Regions from separate parts of the Danio rerio genome. Here region 2 is linked to region 1. Evidence: chromatin contacts called from public HiCAR-type data. All regions are on one chromosome and are shown on one strand. The core of a region is the stretch at or near the end of the contact, and the rest is flanking DNA. Distances in the headings are between cores, read along the strand shown. Region 1 overlaps slc25a26 (solute carrier family 25 member 26). Region 2 has its middle 83 kb from the start of kbtbd8.

Region 1 (4,107 bases), core at 1,028-3,527:
TAAAATAAGTTTCTTTTAAATTACAAAAAAAAAAAAAAAAAAAACTTTTTTCCCTATTGAACACAATACTGCACTGTTCAGGTCCATATGCTTGTCATTCTTGTAGGCGATTTATTTGGATTTATTTAATTGTTTGCTGAATTGTGATCAGTAACTTTGGATGTGGATACTCCTTTGCTGCTGGATATACTGTTGCCCTAAATAAATAAATAAACGAATGAACGAACGAACGAACAAATAAAATAGTATTTGATAACATGTAAAAAATCGAATAAAACATACATTTACACTAAAAATTTAATGTTGCTGTTTGTTCAAACCACTTATCTAAAACAAGCTGAATCGACACAATTATTATTATTAGGGTTTTTTTTAACTTAATTTTTTTATGTTCAATCCACTTCAATTTGTAAAAACAATTAAGTTAACTTAATCTATTTGTGTTCGGACAGCATAATTGAATTGTATGGAACCCTGCATTTTTTTTACAGTGTACCTTAGAAATGGTATAACACAAAATTTTTGCATTTTTGAAACTTTGACTTTTCCAAACCACAGTAAACCTTGAAACCGGTTATCTTCCCATGGCTATTTATTAGCTGCTGTTTTTTTTTTTATCAAATAATCATAAATAACATTTATGTGCACTTTTTTTTTAGGTGTAGACCTGAAAATTTAATTTCCATCTAAGCCTTAGCACAGACTTAAGTTTGTTTTTTAAGAAACCCACTTAGCATATTACTGCTGAAATTAAGATTTTTTTTTTAAAAAAAGGAAACATTTAATTTTCATACGATAAAGTAAAATATTTTCTAGAAACGTGGGAAAATCAGTGCTTTAAATCAAAACAGCATGTTTCAAATTTGAGGGTTCCACTTTCAATACATTTCCTGGCCAGTGCTTGCTTGTTTACAGTTTGTTAAATGTGAACAATAACTGTGGCTGTTCCTAAAAACACTGTAATGTGCGCTGTAGACTTCTTAAAAGGCATCGCTCAACCAAAAATGTCAATTTTTTGTTGATTTAATGTGAAAAATGCGGTATAATTCACTCACTTTCAGGCCATTTTTGTAAGCATTTTTTCATACTTGTTATCTAAATAAATTGTAATGCATAGAAACATTGCACAAATGAGAATGATGTAAATCAATGATAAGTAAAAAAGAAAAAAAAAAGTTTAAAGCTACTGCAGCTGTATTAAGTCAGAAAATTAAGTCCTATACACAGGGGATGGCTTGAGTAATGGAGTAATTTTCATTTTTGTATGATAGTTCGTTCAAAATTTTAAATTATGTCACTGTTTTTTCATCCTATATGACTTTCTTTTTTCTGTTGAACACAAAAGAAGATATTTTAAAGAAAGCTGAAAACCTGTAACCATTGACTTTCATAATATTTATTTTTTTATTTATATATATATATTTTTTTACTATGGAAATCAGTAGTTACAGGTTTATCAGCATACTTCAAAATATCTTCATTTGTCTTCAACATAAGAAAGATTTTCAAACCACGTAAGGGAGGCTAAATAAATAATGAGTAAATTGTTAAATCTCTTTAAATCAGTGGTTACTGGCACATTAACAGTCAGAAAAAACATGAACAGGTGAAGCAAAATGAATTCTTCTTATACCCATGAAATTACATTGAGGTCTTATCAAACAAAACTGTTTGACTGTCATGAATAGGTGTATATTATGTTGTAAAAATGTTTGGTTTCTTCCACACACACCAGCCATTTTTGTCTCTGGTTTGTCTCTGTTCTTGGGACTATAATAATAGAATATAATAATAATAATAATAATAATAATAATAATAATAATAATAATAATAATAATTATTATTATTATTATTATTATTATTATTTTTATTATTATTATTATTATTATATTGTATTTATATAGATATAAACATAATATAATATAATATAACAATATAAATATTAAATTGCTCTCATAGACTGTATTTTGAGTTCATCCACTAGAGGGCATAACAGGATTAGGCCAGATCTGATAACCATCTGCATGAAAGCTGGAAAAGATCACAGCGCTCAGATTATTATAAACATCAAACAGCACAACCTTTTTTTCTTTTCTTTTTTTGCGATAGAACTGTTGCTTCTCCTTTACAAGTGTATTTTTTCTGGAAGATAACTGTAGTTTTAAAAACGAATGAGGAGTTTGTGAGCAGCAGTTTTTGTGACATTGACGGAGAGATCTCACTCTGTATATCAGCACAGATGTGAAGGGGAGGAGAGGAGAACTGGCAACCCTGGAAGAATGTAGTTTTTAAACACCCAAGCCTTGAGCTGCATCTGTCAGCTTCTGCTTAGGCTGTTGCTGGGTGTCCGACATTTTCTGAGGATTCGCTGCAAATCAGATGCTGTAGGTGCTTTAGAAAATTCTAGCATTGTTTAGATCATTTACTCAACCTCCTGCCATTCCGTACCTTTCATTTTATTTCTTTATTTTCTTTTTGGCTTAGACCCTTTATTAATTAGCGGTCGCCACAGCAGAAGTACCCGCCAACTTATCCAGCATATTGAATTTTATTTTATTTTAATTTATTTTATTTTATTTTATTTTTTTGCTGTTCTAAATGCATTTAGATTGAGATAAATCTAAGAATGCTGCAATAGTGTCAGTATATTTAAACTATTTATCAGAATTATCTTTGATTATAGAAGTCTTGAGAATGAATGGTCTTCAATAAAATAAAAGTTCAGAATAAAACACAACTTAGATTTTCTTAAATGATTATTTTTACGTTTTACGGATTTAAATTAAGTTGGATCATTTAAAAACGATTAGTATAGTATTAATGTTATTATTTGAGTCATTTAAAATGATTTAAAATTATTTAATGTTAATGAAGTATAAACAAATCTAAACCTTTATTGTGTATGTTTTACTATATTGTAATAAATTTTGTGATATTATAAATATTGTGATTAAAACAAATATATATTCATTATAATATGTTATTTTTTAGTATTTAAATGAATCATTACTCATAATAATACTAATACTAATAATAATAATAATAATAATAATAATACAAAGTTAATGTAAAACTTGGATTTTAGGATTCCAGAATTCAGTAAAATATTTTAGCAATTAAATTAAATTTATTATAAACGTTGATTCTAATTTTTATATAATTGCATTGCATAATATATTATTAACAGTACTAAATGCTTATATTGAAAAAATAAATGTAATTAAATGTAATTAAATAAAAAGTATATAGAAAGAGTTCAGATGCAAAAACCTGTAAGTGTAAGTGTTGAGTTTTTTTCCACTTTAAAGACCATACAACTAACTTATTCTTTGCCATAAAGGTAAAATTACCAAACATACACACACATGAAACTGATAAAAAAAAATCTGACAGAATTTAAATGTTTTTGCATTTAAACTCTTAATATTTAAAAATGTGTTTGATATTAAATAATAATTGATAAGATTAATGTTTAAAATATAATATGATCTAAAGCATCCTCCAGACAAGTTTTTCTGCTATACGATTCTTTCTTTCTTTCTTAGCTGGATTAGCTTGTCAGATGGTCATTTATTAGACAAAACAAACTAAGCAGCACATCCAGCTTTCCTCAGTTAGTTTCCACAATAATAATAATAATTAAAAAATTAATTAATAATAATGCAGAGCTTGACAATTTTTCTAGCTTCTCTTGTAAAAAAAGATTTGACAATTTATAGATAACAACAATAGTCAAATAAGTATTAAAAGTAACTATAATATGCTCCAATTTTGGTTCTTCACACATTTTTTATTTATTTTATTTATTTTTTATTAATCTTTAAAAAATAAGGTCCAATATTTAGAAGCAAAGTTCCTTGTAAAATGTTTTATATATTTACCAACAATACAGTAGGTCAGTGGAGAAAGTTGACTTCATTTGCGTCAGATTTTACTTGGTCTTAAAGCCTTTTTTGATGGGTTATTTTCACAATTTATGATGGCATAGCAGTCAAAATAGGACAAATGAGCTCATGCATGCAACAAATTCTGGACCTTTGTCAGTGAGGGTTGGGTCTTTTAAACTACCTGAACCCCCACTGGCTAGTACAGTATGTGACAGATTTA
Region 2 (4,006 bases), core at 719-3,218, 270 kb after region 1:
ATTCATACTGTTGTTGCGTATTTATTATCATTTTAAGCTATTTGTCATGTACGAATTATACAGAGCTAATCTTTTAATAAAATGTGAAAGTAATTTTTTTTCTCACTGCGTTTGATAGGGTTTGTGCATTACGCAATGCTTGAGGTTTAAGCGTTTGGGCTCAACCTCATGCTTCTGTTCACAGTAAATATAATATAAGACCAGCGTTTGTGGGGTCCCTCCAAGAAACGCAGGGCCCTAGGCAACTGCCTATATTGCCTGTATTACTGACACTGTCTTTTTCATAAATTAACATACTGTACCAGAGACCCTAAATGCACTCTAGATGATCAAAACTCTCTTAAGTTTGCAAATTAAGGTATAAAAACAACAACAACAAAAAATAAATAAATAAAAATAAAATAGAGCAAATGCAGATAGAACCTTCTAATTCTAAAAAGTCATTTTCGTCTTGGAATTATAAGGTTCTGGCAGATCACTCATTGAAGGGTTCAAGAAATACAATCAGTCTGCTTATTAATTTAATTATATTTTTTATAATATAAAAATATTTTTTTTCTTGTTCAAATTAAGCAAACCAGGCTGTGCTAAATATGTTGTCCAGTCCAGATGTTAATTTTATGTATTTAATATGGTAAAATGTATTTAATGATATGCTTTATATGTTTTATTGAATTATATGCTCCATAAATTCAAATAAGTATTTGCCCTTCAGGCTTAACATCACATTTAAAGACTTTAAACAAAAACAGACATTGAGCAAATGAGTTGTTTAAAAATGTTTCACTGACTATATATGCACAACTAAACGTATTTTACATGTAATATATGATTTTTTTAAATAACCATTTTTTTCTACAATGTAAAATTTAACCTTTTATCTCGATGTCAAAAAATGCTTCTAAATCATCACATTTACACACATCTTTTCAGTTTTAAGTTTATGCTCAATTTTGTGTGGTGCAACATTATTTTGTCGACTTTGATTTTATGTTTCTTTCTGGTCTTTCCCACTGTAAATGGAGCAGTCTTTCAGAATGAAAAAGAAAGCAGATCCTAATTGGTCCTTGTGCGTGCATTCAAATCATTGATTGGCTCACAGAAAGAGCCTTATAGAGCGAAGCTAGATTTCAACTTTGAAGATATGAGAATATGTTGAATATGAGAATAACTCAATTTTGACTAAAATGCCAGCTAGAACCTTATAATTGTAAGGTGACGTAAAGTGAAAAGTGAAAAACACTGACAAAACATGTACAGGTGCATGTTGTGGGCTTCAGAAGATGAATGTCCATCTACAATTACACTTTTCAGTAAAACTGTCTGATTTAAAATATGCTTAGCTTCACACCAGAGGACACATTTTCAGGGACAAAATGTATCAAGTTCCTTTATTTTTAGAAATAAAAACGTAATTTGCTAAAATAGCCTCTTGTAAAATGATGCCTGGAGTGTTTATTAAAAATGTTACAATTTTCTTTTTAATTGATAAGAGTTATTAAACTACGCTTGAGACCGTCACACCATAAGACAGTTTTGCTATTTGGCTCAAAAAAATAAGTAAAGCATTTTTTATAGCATGAGAGGTCTATGAAAAACAAAGAAATATTTAACCATACTGCAGTTTAAATTATGGCAGTGTTAATTATATTAGTTTTTGTCCTGTTTGACAGTGAAAATTCAATATCACTTCTAACTTGATAACCAAATGGTACATAATATTTTAAGCATTAATGTAAAAATAATGATCTCATCAAGATGTTTTACATTAATCCTACATTGACTATTCCCACTTAAGCCCTGATTTATGGCTTCACACAGCTGTTTTCAACCCATGTGGTCTGGCTGATGGTGACCCTGCGCCCTTTATAGAGGTTTCCGGTTGGTTCTGGTTGGTTTAGCACATGGATTCTGTACAGATGGAGCAGTCTCCATGGTGCACCTGGTTAAGCAGGTCCTGACAGCCTGTGAGCTCTCTCGAAGTCACGCCACGGCTGCGCACCTGTTAGTCTGAAGCAGCACATGTGCATTCCAGCAGAGGAATCAGTCACGGACAGCGCTTCACTAATGATTCAAAGGGTGAACTTGTGTCATTTCATTAGTTATTCAACCTGCTGATGGTTTTAAGACAAGACACTGTAAGCAAAAACAGGTTATTTTTATTTATTCAAGTTTTTGTGCTTTTTGGATTTTCATTAAATATTGTTTTCATTTTAATGGAAAAAGAAAACACAAGTGTTTATTGAGTATATTTTTTGAGAATGCAAGTTTTAAAGGCTATTTTCTCATAATGGGTTTTTATGCTCATTCATGCGAGATACTGAACATGTAAATCTCACTTTTATCTGCACTTGCATACAGCTCATTTCACAGATTTATTCATACATACATACATACAGACATACATATATATATATATATATATATATATATATATATATATATATATATATATATATATATATATATTAGTAAGCAGCATTTTCTGAACTATTGAGTGATAATATTGCAATATTGGTATGGTTTATTATTATAGATTTATTTACATATGGTACTTAGTTATAAAAATAACGACAAGGATGATTGTGTGAGGTGTGCACATCACATATACTGTATGTGTGAGCCATGGTGGCATACAGTGCTCAGCATAATTGAGTACCCCCCCATTTTGAAAATATTTTGATCCATTTCTCAGTGAATATAAGCATATATTGTGGTACATTTAAACAAAACACATTTATTAAACAGATATATTTATTAAAATAAGATTTTAGTCACCAAAAATATTTAGAAATTGAAAAATAATACAATTAAACTCAAGCTAAATATTGCAAAAAAGAATTTCAACCTACAAAATTTCAACTAAATATTATTATTATTATTATTATTTGCTTTTGATTTTCCCTCTTTTTTAAATTTTGTATTTATTATTTTTCCTATAAGATATAAATTTGGGTGTACTAGTTTTTGGACCGTTATCCTAAGTTATTTTGTTAGACTAGCTCCAGATTTGGCTTTAGTAATGACTAATCTAATGGATATAACATTGCTCTTCCTGTTAAAATAATAATTTAAATTATAGATTTGAGGGGTCTACTTATATATGCTGAGCACTATTTAACACAAACTCAAGTAATCCTGCTGTGCCATAAAAAGGTTAGATTGTCTGATATTTTAAGTGTACTGGCCTTGACAAACAGTTCAAGCTGCAGGTGTCAACTGAGAGACCATTTCTTTTCCATGTTTTATTGTCCCAACTAACAGACCTCCAACATTGACTTCAAAAGATAAATGCTCTGTTGTGCTGCATACTATTTTGTCTGCTGTGTATGGTTTATTGAATGTAAATAAATAAATAAATACAAATTTTAAAAAACATTTTGAGGTCAAAATTATTTGCCCCTTTAACTTATTTTTTTTCTTGATAGTCTACAAAACAAACCATCATTAAACAATAACTTACCTGATAACCCTAACCTGCCTAGTTAACCTAAAGCCTTTAAATGTCATTTTAAGCTGTGTAGAAGTGTCTTGAAAAATATCCAGTAAAGTAGTATGTACTGTCATCATGGCAAAGATAAAATAAATCAGTTATTAGAGATGAGTTATTAAAATTATTATGTTTAGAAATGTGTTAAAAAAATCTGCTCTCGTTAAACAGAAATTGGGGCAAAAAATAAACAGACGACGAATAATTCAGGGGCTTTAACAATTCTAACTTTAACTGTAGATGTCAATTTGATGTCACATTGACATCAAGGTAGTTTACATGCAATGTAGGGATACAAAATAAGTGTTACATTTGTCATTTGTAATTGCTTTCAAATAAATAAAACATTTATTATATTATAAAACTGCCTTGTCCTTATTTTGATGGTCAAAAGGGCATCAATGTGTGGATGTCAAATAAACAAAGTTTACATTTAATCAATTAGTAATTTTGACGTGTTTTTGGATTTCATTTTGAAATCGAGGTGTCTACTGGATATCGCATTGCTTATCTTGT

Evidence for each region. HiCAR-type assays count read pairs that join an accessible place to other places.
Region 2: a contact with region 1 is called in a HiCAR-type map of caudal fin, with 7 times the contacts expected there. The contact joins two enhancer-like sites. A contact is called at or near these places in 1 of 18 Hi-C or Micro-C datasets (an unstated tissue) and 1 of 4 datasets of contacts at active chromatin or transcription factors (caudal fin).

Annotation. Positions count from the first base shown.
Region 1 is chr11:18,370,469-18,374,575 of GRCz12tu, forward strand. The region is part of intron 5 of slc25a26 (solute carrier family 25 member 26); the gene reads left to right. Among named protein-coding and RNA genes, the nearest start is that of slc25a26, 27 kb to the left of the region's middle. Within about 2 kb of position 2,278, at least 6 of the 62 cell types and tissues checked have an H3K27ac peak or open chromatin away from gene starts, as enhancers often do.
Region 2 is chr11:18,644,558-18,648,563 of GRCz12tu, forward strand. No RefSeq gene overlaps it. Among named protein-coding and RNA genes, the nearest start is that of kbtbd8, 83 kb to the right of the region's middle. Within about 2 kb of position 1,969, at least 9 of the 62 cell types and tissues checked have an H3K27ac peak or open chromatin away from gene starts, as enhancers often do.